2 separate regions of the Mus musculus genome follow, and region 2 is linked to region 1. Evidence: chromatin contacts called from public Hi-C data. All regions are on one chromosome and are shown on one strand. Each heading gives the region's core, a stretch centred on a gene start, on an enhancer-like site or on the middle of the called end of the contact. The rest is flanking DNA. Distances are from core to core; before and after follow the strand shown. Region 1 overlaps Pcsk9 (proprotein convertase subtilisin/kexin type 9). Region 2 has its middle 24 kb from the start of Tmem61.

Region 1 (3,787 bases), core at 979-3,478:
GTGTAAATATCTATGTTTTCTGATGGTCTTACGTGACCCCTGTGAAAGGGTCATTCTATCCCCCCCAAAGGGGCCTTGGCCCACAGGCTGAGAACTGTTGAGCTAAGGAGCTACCCCTCTGTGTAGAGTGGCTCTACTGAGCTCCTGTAGCTAGGGCAGAGAGAACTGTAGTCCCTAACACCCTAAGATGCAGTCCTTGCAATAAATAATTTATCTGCTAGGATGACACACACGGCCTCGATCATCTTCATAGCATCTCTATGGGTGCTCTCACACTCTCAATGCTACAGAAGGGCACCTAAGGCTTAGCAGAGCCTCGTGACCACTGTGCATGGTTCTGTAGCTAGTGGTGTGTCCCTTACTTCCAAGACTAGAGTCCCAGGTCCCATGCAGACCTGGCTCAAATCATAACTTTTGGTGGTAGGACGGGGAAGGGACTCAAAGAGGCTCTGAGTACCTCAGGCTGAGGAGCCCTGTACCATGCCCTCAACCCCCTTCTCTGGCTGGAGAGACGGTGTATTTCTTAAGAAAGTCAGTTTCCAAGAGGTTGCATGGCTCTCCCACAGCCCCCCAGACGGTCAGTGGCAGAGGTGAGGATCCAGGGATCCTGACGCCAGCACCATTTCTACTCGGAGCTGTCTCTCTTTCCCAAGCTTCAGACTTAAAAGAAAGAGCGTTAGTTGGGACCAGAAAGACAAGAAGTCCACAAAATTACAGAGTCTGAGCTGCATGTTCTCTGTTCTAGGCTGCAGCTTCCATTGGGAAGTGGAAGACCTTAGTGTCCGGAGGCAGCCTGCGCTGAGGTCCAGACGTCAGCCTGGCCAGTGCGTTGGCCACCAGGCGGCCAGTGTCTATGCTTCCTGCTGCCATGCCCCAGGGCTGGAATGCAAAATCAAGGAGCATGGGATCTCAGGTCCTTCAGAGCAGGTGAAGGAGTTGGGGGTGGTTGGGTACGTTGGTCTTGTGTGTGTGTGTGTGTGCTGCCCTGTGTTGAGGGGGTCCATGTGTCAGGGTAGCAGGATGAGTTAGGCAGCTTTTCCTGTTGTAGGCACAGCATGTGTGCATTTGTGTATGGCAGGCAGGCAGGCCTGGTTTCACTCTGGTCCAGTTAAACAAGGCTTGCTGTCCACCCCTGCTGCTCTTTGAGAGCAGGTGTGATGGTGGCAAGCGGGGAAAGAAAGCCCGTGTGTGCCTGAGCACTTTCTGATTGGTTATTTACCAAACAAACCTGTCGGGAGGCTGCCGAGGCTCTGCAAAGTCTGGACACAGTGTTCCAGATGCTGAACAAGTGAAGGCTGAGGGGAAGGAAGAGTCCTGGGAAGAGTCTGAGGCCAGTGGCTGGCCTTTCAGAGCTTGAGGCAGGAGTATCCCTCCTCTATAAAGCTCTGGGGGCGGCCAGTGTGAGGCTAGACGCTGCTCTGCCAAGGGGAATCTCAGCTCCACTGTATCAGTGAGCACAGGCACCCAGAGAGGCTGGCTCCTGGCTGGGCGGAGGTGCCTGCTTGGCCCACCACGAGTGTCCATTCTGGTGGGAGAAGACAGTAAGCAAAGCAAGTTCCAGAGTGCCAAGAGGCTAACGTGGAGGAAAATGGAGCAGGCAGAGGGGTGGGTTGAGACACCATTACACAAGCTTAGGATGACAAGCCATGGGGCCACCACTAGGAACAATGTTTCTGGCAGAGGAAACAGCTAAGGCCAAGAGGGGTGATAGGATCATCCAGGCCCCTGCACTGCTCCAGGTCCAGGGGGTGAGGGCCTAGGATGGAGTGGGAGGTAGGGAGAGATTCTGTAACCAGAGATGCATGTAGGTGATGGGGAAGAATGGGTTCAGGGTTTCTGTTGAGCCTCTGAACTACCACTAAGTAGGATGGATGGCTGGGGAGGCACCGACTTTGGGGATGTGAAGGTGGCTGAGTTAAATGTCTGCCCTGGGTTACTGTTGGGTGCACCCCTGCTTGGGTCTGAGAGGCGTGGAGCTGGCTTAGACAGCCACAAGTCTCAGACATAGGCCGTCTTCCTCACTGTCCTTCTCTGGACTCTGGCAGGTCACTGTGGCCTGCGAAGCAGGATGGACCCTGACTGGATGCAATGTGCTCCCTGGGGCATCCCTCACTCTGGGAGCCTACAGCGTGGACAACCTGTGTGTGGCAAGAGTCCATGACACTGCCAGAGCAGACAGGACCAGTGGAGAAGCCACAGTAGCTGCTGCCATCTGCTGCCGGAGCCGGCCTTCAGCAAAGGCCTCCTGGGTTCAGTGACAGCCTCAGGCAGGGATGGTGCTTGAGGCTGGGTGCAGAGATATGCCTGCATGGCTCTCTTGTAGCCAAAGGTGGGGAGATTCTGCGTGGGAGAACTTGGTGTCTCACCCTGGGTACCCATTCCTGGTGTATGGAAGCACCTCCTTCACGGTCAGGGGGCCTGTGCTTGGCTTTCTGCCATCAGACATTAAGCTGTAGCTGGCTCTGGCCAGCTGCTCCAGTGTACCAGAACCTGAGGATGCTCGCTGCAAGGCCTCAGTTCTCAGGCCTTAGGGTGTATTTGTCTTTCAGGAAGATCATAATGGACAGAGATCCTTGGAGGTTCAAAGACCAAGTACCAGACTGGAAAATTGAGTCTGAAAGCCACAAGGACAGTCAACTCACAGCCAGCTCACATTGCAGACACCATTTTGGGCTCCCTGATTAAATGCAGATCAGTTCTGCACACCTCCAGGGGTGGATCCAGCTGTAAGGCCATACCTATATCTTCCAGATGTCCTCATCTGCTGCAGGGCTTTGGCCCTGCTCAGGATAATGTGCTATGAGCCCTCATCTGACTCTCAGTTTGTACTGGAGAACCATACAGGACTTACCGCACCTTACCCCATCCACTACCATGTGCACTGACTGGCCTCATTTTATGAAGGAAGAGACAGGACCAGAGAGGCGATGTCACACAGCCAGTGATGTCAGGACATAAATTCAGAGTGGCTGGCCCTGAATAATGCCAGGCTGGGCAGCGAGAGGACAGGCTATGGCTTGCTCCTGGACCTATACTCCCTTAGCCCCAGTCCCACAGATCAGGTGGAGACTGGAGTGACAGAGGGCGACTGTACCAAGGCCACACCAGCTGACCAGCACACCTCTATCCTTTTGAGCTCTTCTGTCTTTTTATAGTAAGCTTCCTCCACCTGTGTTGCTTTTGTAACTTGATATTTATGCAGGGTTTTGTAGTTTTTATTATGTAGTGACTTTTCAGAATAAAAGCAGCTGATGTGACTGACTGCATCCGACTCAGAGGCTGCCTGCTTACCAGGTGCAACTATCTGCCAAATGGTGGGGTGCCCAGGCCTGCAGTGGGCCCATTCTAGGAATGCAGCAACTGTGTTCCTGTAGCCTCCTGATGATTCAGAGTACTTTGTCCTGTGCCCGCTTCCTCCAGCATTATAGACTTGTTGTAGGGCCTACCAGCACTCCTAGCTCCCAACACTTCTGCCATCCTTCTGGTGGGGTCTCAACAGTATTTATGGACTCTTTCACTCATGATTCTGTGGTGTTTCTGCAAGCAGTCTATAGTTGCCCCTGATTTGAAATGAAGTATGCTCTCAGATTTCTTCCCAGAGTGCAATGTGCAAATATCCCAGTCATGCAGTGTGGACCCCTTGGGGTCACTGTCTTAAGCATGGTCTCCCTCTATACAGTCTACACAATGGATCTGCCAAGTCTCCAAATGGTTTTCTGCACATCAGTGTCATGCGTGGAAAGCACTGTAGCTGACAGATGCTAACGGCTCAAATGTCACAACAGTG
Region 2 (4,130 bases), core at 1,493-3,992, 87 kb before region 1:
GGCTTAAATCTATGTTCTCTGGCTTTCGTCACTCATGGTTGGCTCTATAATAAACGATTTCTCATCTCCTTTGAGGTAAATGTTGTGTTTTCGTGCAGACAACCCCATAGACTCTCAGCTACAGCCATCCCCTTGACTGAAGCCTTGAGTCACTGGCGTTAGTGACCTAGCAGATCCTAGGAACATCCTAGGAGCCTCTGTAGCAGTTGTTCTCAACCTGTGGGTAGAGACCCCCACAGGGGTCCCATATCGGATATTCTGTGCATCAGTTACAAAATTACAATTATGAAGGAGAAACGAAAATAATTTTATGGTTGGGGGTGACCATGACATGAGGATCTGCATTAGGAAAGTTGAGAACCACTGAAATATAGGGTCCCCCAATGGTCCATGCAGATATAGTCTAGGAATCCAAGTGGGTAATGAAGACTGAGAGTGCTGTGTGTGTGTGTGTGTGTGTGATATGTTTTGTAATGTGATGGCATGATGTGGCTAGAGGGGGTGCCTTAGCAGGCCCATGCTGAGGCACCCTCCCCCACCCCATATCAGCCATAGGACAGCTCTAGTATAAAATGAAATTTATTTGGGACATGGAAAGGAGGGTCTGGGGAAGGGCAAAGGGAGTAGATGTACAGAAAGAAAGGGGACAGAGAAGGACAAAAAGAGAGGAGAGAGAAAAAAAGAGAAGAGGCTGGCAGGAACAGGGAGAAGGAGAGAGAGAGGGAGAGGGAGAAGAGGATGAGGAGAAGGAGGAAGAAGAAGAAGAAGAAGAAGAAGAAGAAGAAGAAGAAGAAGAAGAAGAAGAAGAAGAAGAAGAAGAAGAAGAAGAAGAAGAAGAAATAAGAAGGGTCCTTTTATATGTGAACCATTCCTAGAGGAAATGCTAACAAATACATGTGTGTATATGTATATGTATATGTATATGTATATGTATATGTATATGTAGATGTAGATGTAGATGTAGATGTAGATGTAGATGTAGATATGTGTTATGTGTGTTATGTATGTATATATATGTATATGTATATACATACATGCATACATACATACATATAATGCTCTTTGCTCCAAATATATACCTATGATAAAGCTTAATTTAAGAATCAGGCACAGTGAGACACTAAAAACAATAACAAGTGATAAAAGAGAAAATCATAACAACATACTTCAGTGAACATTTTTAAGATGCTGACAATTCCTAGAGCATTTTCCCTGAAGTATTTTTGGATCAAGGTCAACTTCCAGAGCTGATATCAGGAAAATCAAAATAGCCATCACAGGGGACTGCTGTGTTTTCCTGCCTTGAGGCCCTTGAAGCAAAGAACACAGCGGCTACTTCCTCTCTCCAAAGCACTCCGCCTGAATGCCCTGTTCACAACCTACCTTTCTAGACATTTCTAAGAGGTTAAAGTTGGATGAATTTGTTACTTCCCAGGCCTGTGGACCAGAAGTCAAAGAAGGGCCACTGGGTTGTCTTCCTGTTTCTCAGAGGCCCAGATTAAAGTATCTGTCTGTTCATCTCTTCTATGGGGAACAGATATAGAGGCAGTTTCCTGGTTCCGTTAGTTCTAGCAGAATTGAGCCCTGAGGCCTTGTGTCTTGCTGCTGCAGACCTGACCTCTGCACTCTTTCTCAGGTGTTCCAGTGTGAAATGTCCCTAGGTTGTGAATGCCTTCTGCCACAGGAAACAGCCTGATTCCATGAGACCTATCTCAATAAGCCCCCTTCCTGCTACCCTCTGTGATTGTGGGAATGGAGCCCAGGTGCCAAACCTGCCCAGCAGAGCCTGCCAGTTCCCTTTGTGACAGTTTATCAAATGGAGGTTCACAGAGGTTTGGGCTAGACCCCAATACCCACCAAACATAAGACGTCATTTCAGGAAGTGACCACTGCCCATGACCTAGATAAGATGGACATCTAAGATATGCCACCATCATGTCTTCTTGCTTTCTCTATGTGTATTGACTCCTGAGTGTATTTGATGTGATGTGAGTGACTTCTTTCTGACCACTTTCTTCGTCAACTTCCTGGGTCCCATAGTAACCTTGAAGTCACTTGTACCTACTCTGACTCATTCTCCAGGTAGCACTGGGAATTCTTTTGAAACAAAGGCTCCGGTGTCAAACTGGTACCTGCTGCACCTTCCTGGTTCCTCATTGCTGTCAGATGTACTCCCAAGTGTGGAGATTGCTGGCGAGCACCACCACACTCAGTTTTCAGGACTGTTTGATAAGGTCTGTCTCAGGCCGGAACCTGTATGCTGTGTGAGAGTGAGGGCCGGTTCTGTTTCATACAGTGTGGATGCTGTCAGCGCAGTGCTGGAGCGCAAAGCAGATGCTGTGAGAACTTACTTAATTGGCTGCCCTATACGGGCAAGAATGGGACGGGGTTATTAAGCAGTGTTTCCAAATCGTACACCTGCCCCCAGGAGGGAGTCATAGGCCACTGGAAGTGATGCTCTGATGGCGACTGAAGCTTAGTGGGTGTATACCAGTGGCCCTTGCTGTTTATCTCTTGGATATATGTTTTATAAGTACAATGGGAAGATTACTAGGATTCGGTCCACTAAGGTTCGTTTGACTCCAAATTTTTCAAACCCTCGAGCCCAGGGGTGAAAAGTAAAAGCTGTCACCGAGAGGCCACCAGGTGGCAGCACAGACAACAAGTGGAAGTGAGGAGCTGGGTTGCTCTCCCTGCCCGCCAGAGGGCGGAAGCTGACCAGAGAATTCCAGTTAGACTCCGCGCTCTCCTGATAAGCTAGGAAGTGCAGTTCAGCCTGAGTAGAGTGCCACAGGGGACACACGCACGCACACACTTCCTTAGCTGCCTCTGGCCCTGCCTGTCCAGCCCTGCAGTTGGCATCTGGCTCCTATCCCCGCTTTCATCCATTCCATCTGCATGCTTATCTCTAACCAAGCTTCAGTGGGACCCAGATGGACAAAGATCACTCTCCCAGTTTGAAAAGTCAACTGCGCCAGGGACCAGGGTTAGACAGTAGGACATACGGAGGGACCCCCAGTGTTAGCAGCGGCTAGGAAGATGACACAGAAGGAGGGTGGGCTGAGTCTGAAGTCACTTCCGGGGGTGGGGTGGGGTGGGAAGTGGAGGATGGGTGAGCAGGGAGCTGGAGTCAGGTGCCAATTAGGGGGTGGTTGTGCTGTGTCTGGGTGAGAAGCACCAGACTGAGGTCTGGTGACGTGGGTGCTCCCTGGGTAAGGAAGGGGTCAGGCAGCTGAAGCGTTCTGACCCCCAGACAGGGACCTCAGGAAGGTAGAAGTTCATTCAACCTTATGTGGCCTGGGCCAAGGCCGTGGAACCCAAAGGCAAACATATTACTAGCAATAATCTCAGCCAGTAGATCAGGGACACCTGGAGGAGATCAAGTAGTGATGTTTTGCCAGGGTGTACGTGGTGAAACGAGTTGGTCTTTACTCCGGTGGGCCTGGCCTTACCTGGAGATGCTCAAGGAGAATCAGAGCAGGACAGAGAGCAGCATTCCCAGCATGCTCTGCAGCAGTAAATCCTGTCTGAGCTACTCAGGCCTAAGCGATGTGAGGGCAGTCACAGACTTAGGTACTTCAGAGGTGGCAGAGAAGACCCTGCCCCCCATTCCTGAGCTCCAGTGTCACCTGTGAAGCAAGGAAGTGCTATCAATGTAAGAGCCGAAGTTAACCTGTAAGCCCTACTTGTCCCAAGGACAAGATAATTTCCTGGAATGCTGGAAGCTGTAGTTCTTGGGCAATAGCCACATGCTGTCACTCCCCTAAACAAGTTTGTTTGAACCGATTCTCCCAGATGACCTTGAGCACGTGTAGGCAGGGGGTATGTAGGGAGGAGATATACCAGGGTGTATATTTGCCCTTGGTCCAAACTAGTGGGAATTGCAGTGAATTTTTGCCTTTTTAAGCTTCTGCAAAATGTGACTCGTGACTATTCCCTGGGAATCCGTGGGTGGACCTGACCAGAATCCATCTTTCTGGCCAGTATTTAATTAAAGCTTGCTTCGAGTTTGGCTCATAATTGTGGTTTTTCTCTCACAGATTTTGTGACTAACACCTACTCCCGGCCATTCTGACTGGGCATGCTGTTCTGGGACCTGAGAGGCAGGCAGTAGCAGGGGCCACCAAATG

What was found. Hi-C and Micro-C count contacts between places; a contact is called where the count stands out from the background.
Region 2: a contact with region 1 is called in a Hi-C map of cerebellum, with 2.0 times the contacts expected there. The contact joins two enhancer-like sites. A contact is called at or near these places in 3 of 15 datasets of contacts at CTCF or cohesin (embryonic stem cells, large pre-B cells and pro-B cells), 29 of 484 Hi-C or Micro-C datasets (the G1E-ER4 cell line, the HPC-7 cell line, the N1E-115 cell line and 16 more) and 5 of 115 datasets of contacts at active chromatin or transcription factors (embryonic midbrain, embryonic stem cells, fibro-adipogenic progenitors and 1 more).

What each region holds. Positions count from the first base shown.
Region 1 is chr4:106,441,817-106,445,603 of GRCm38.p6, reverse strand. It overlaps Pcsk9 (proprotein convertase subtilisin/kexin type 9), which reads left to right. Exons shown (of 12, transcript NM_153565.2): 11 at 746-927; 12 at 2,046-3,270. The coding sequence ends at 2,258. It also overlaps a transcript of Usp24 not described here. Among named protein-coding and RNA genes, the nearest start is that of Pcsk9, 21 kb to the left of the region's middle. Within about 2 kb of position 2,228, at least 10 of the 459 cell types and tissues checked have an H3K27ac peak or open chromatin away from gene starts, as enhancers often do. A contact at or near this core is called in cerebellum, where this site is marked.
Region 2 is chr4:106,528,538-106,532,667 of GRCm38.p6, reverse strand. No RefSeq gene overlaps it. Among named protein-coding and RNA genes, the nearest start is that of Tmem61, 24 kb to the right of the region's middle. Within about 2 kb of position 2,742, at least 97 of the 459 cell types and tissues checked have an H3K27ac peak or open chromatin away from gene starts, as enhancers often do. A contact at or near this core is called in cerebellum, where this site is marked.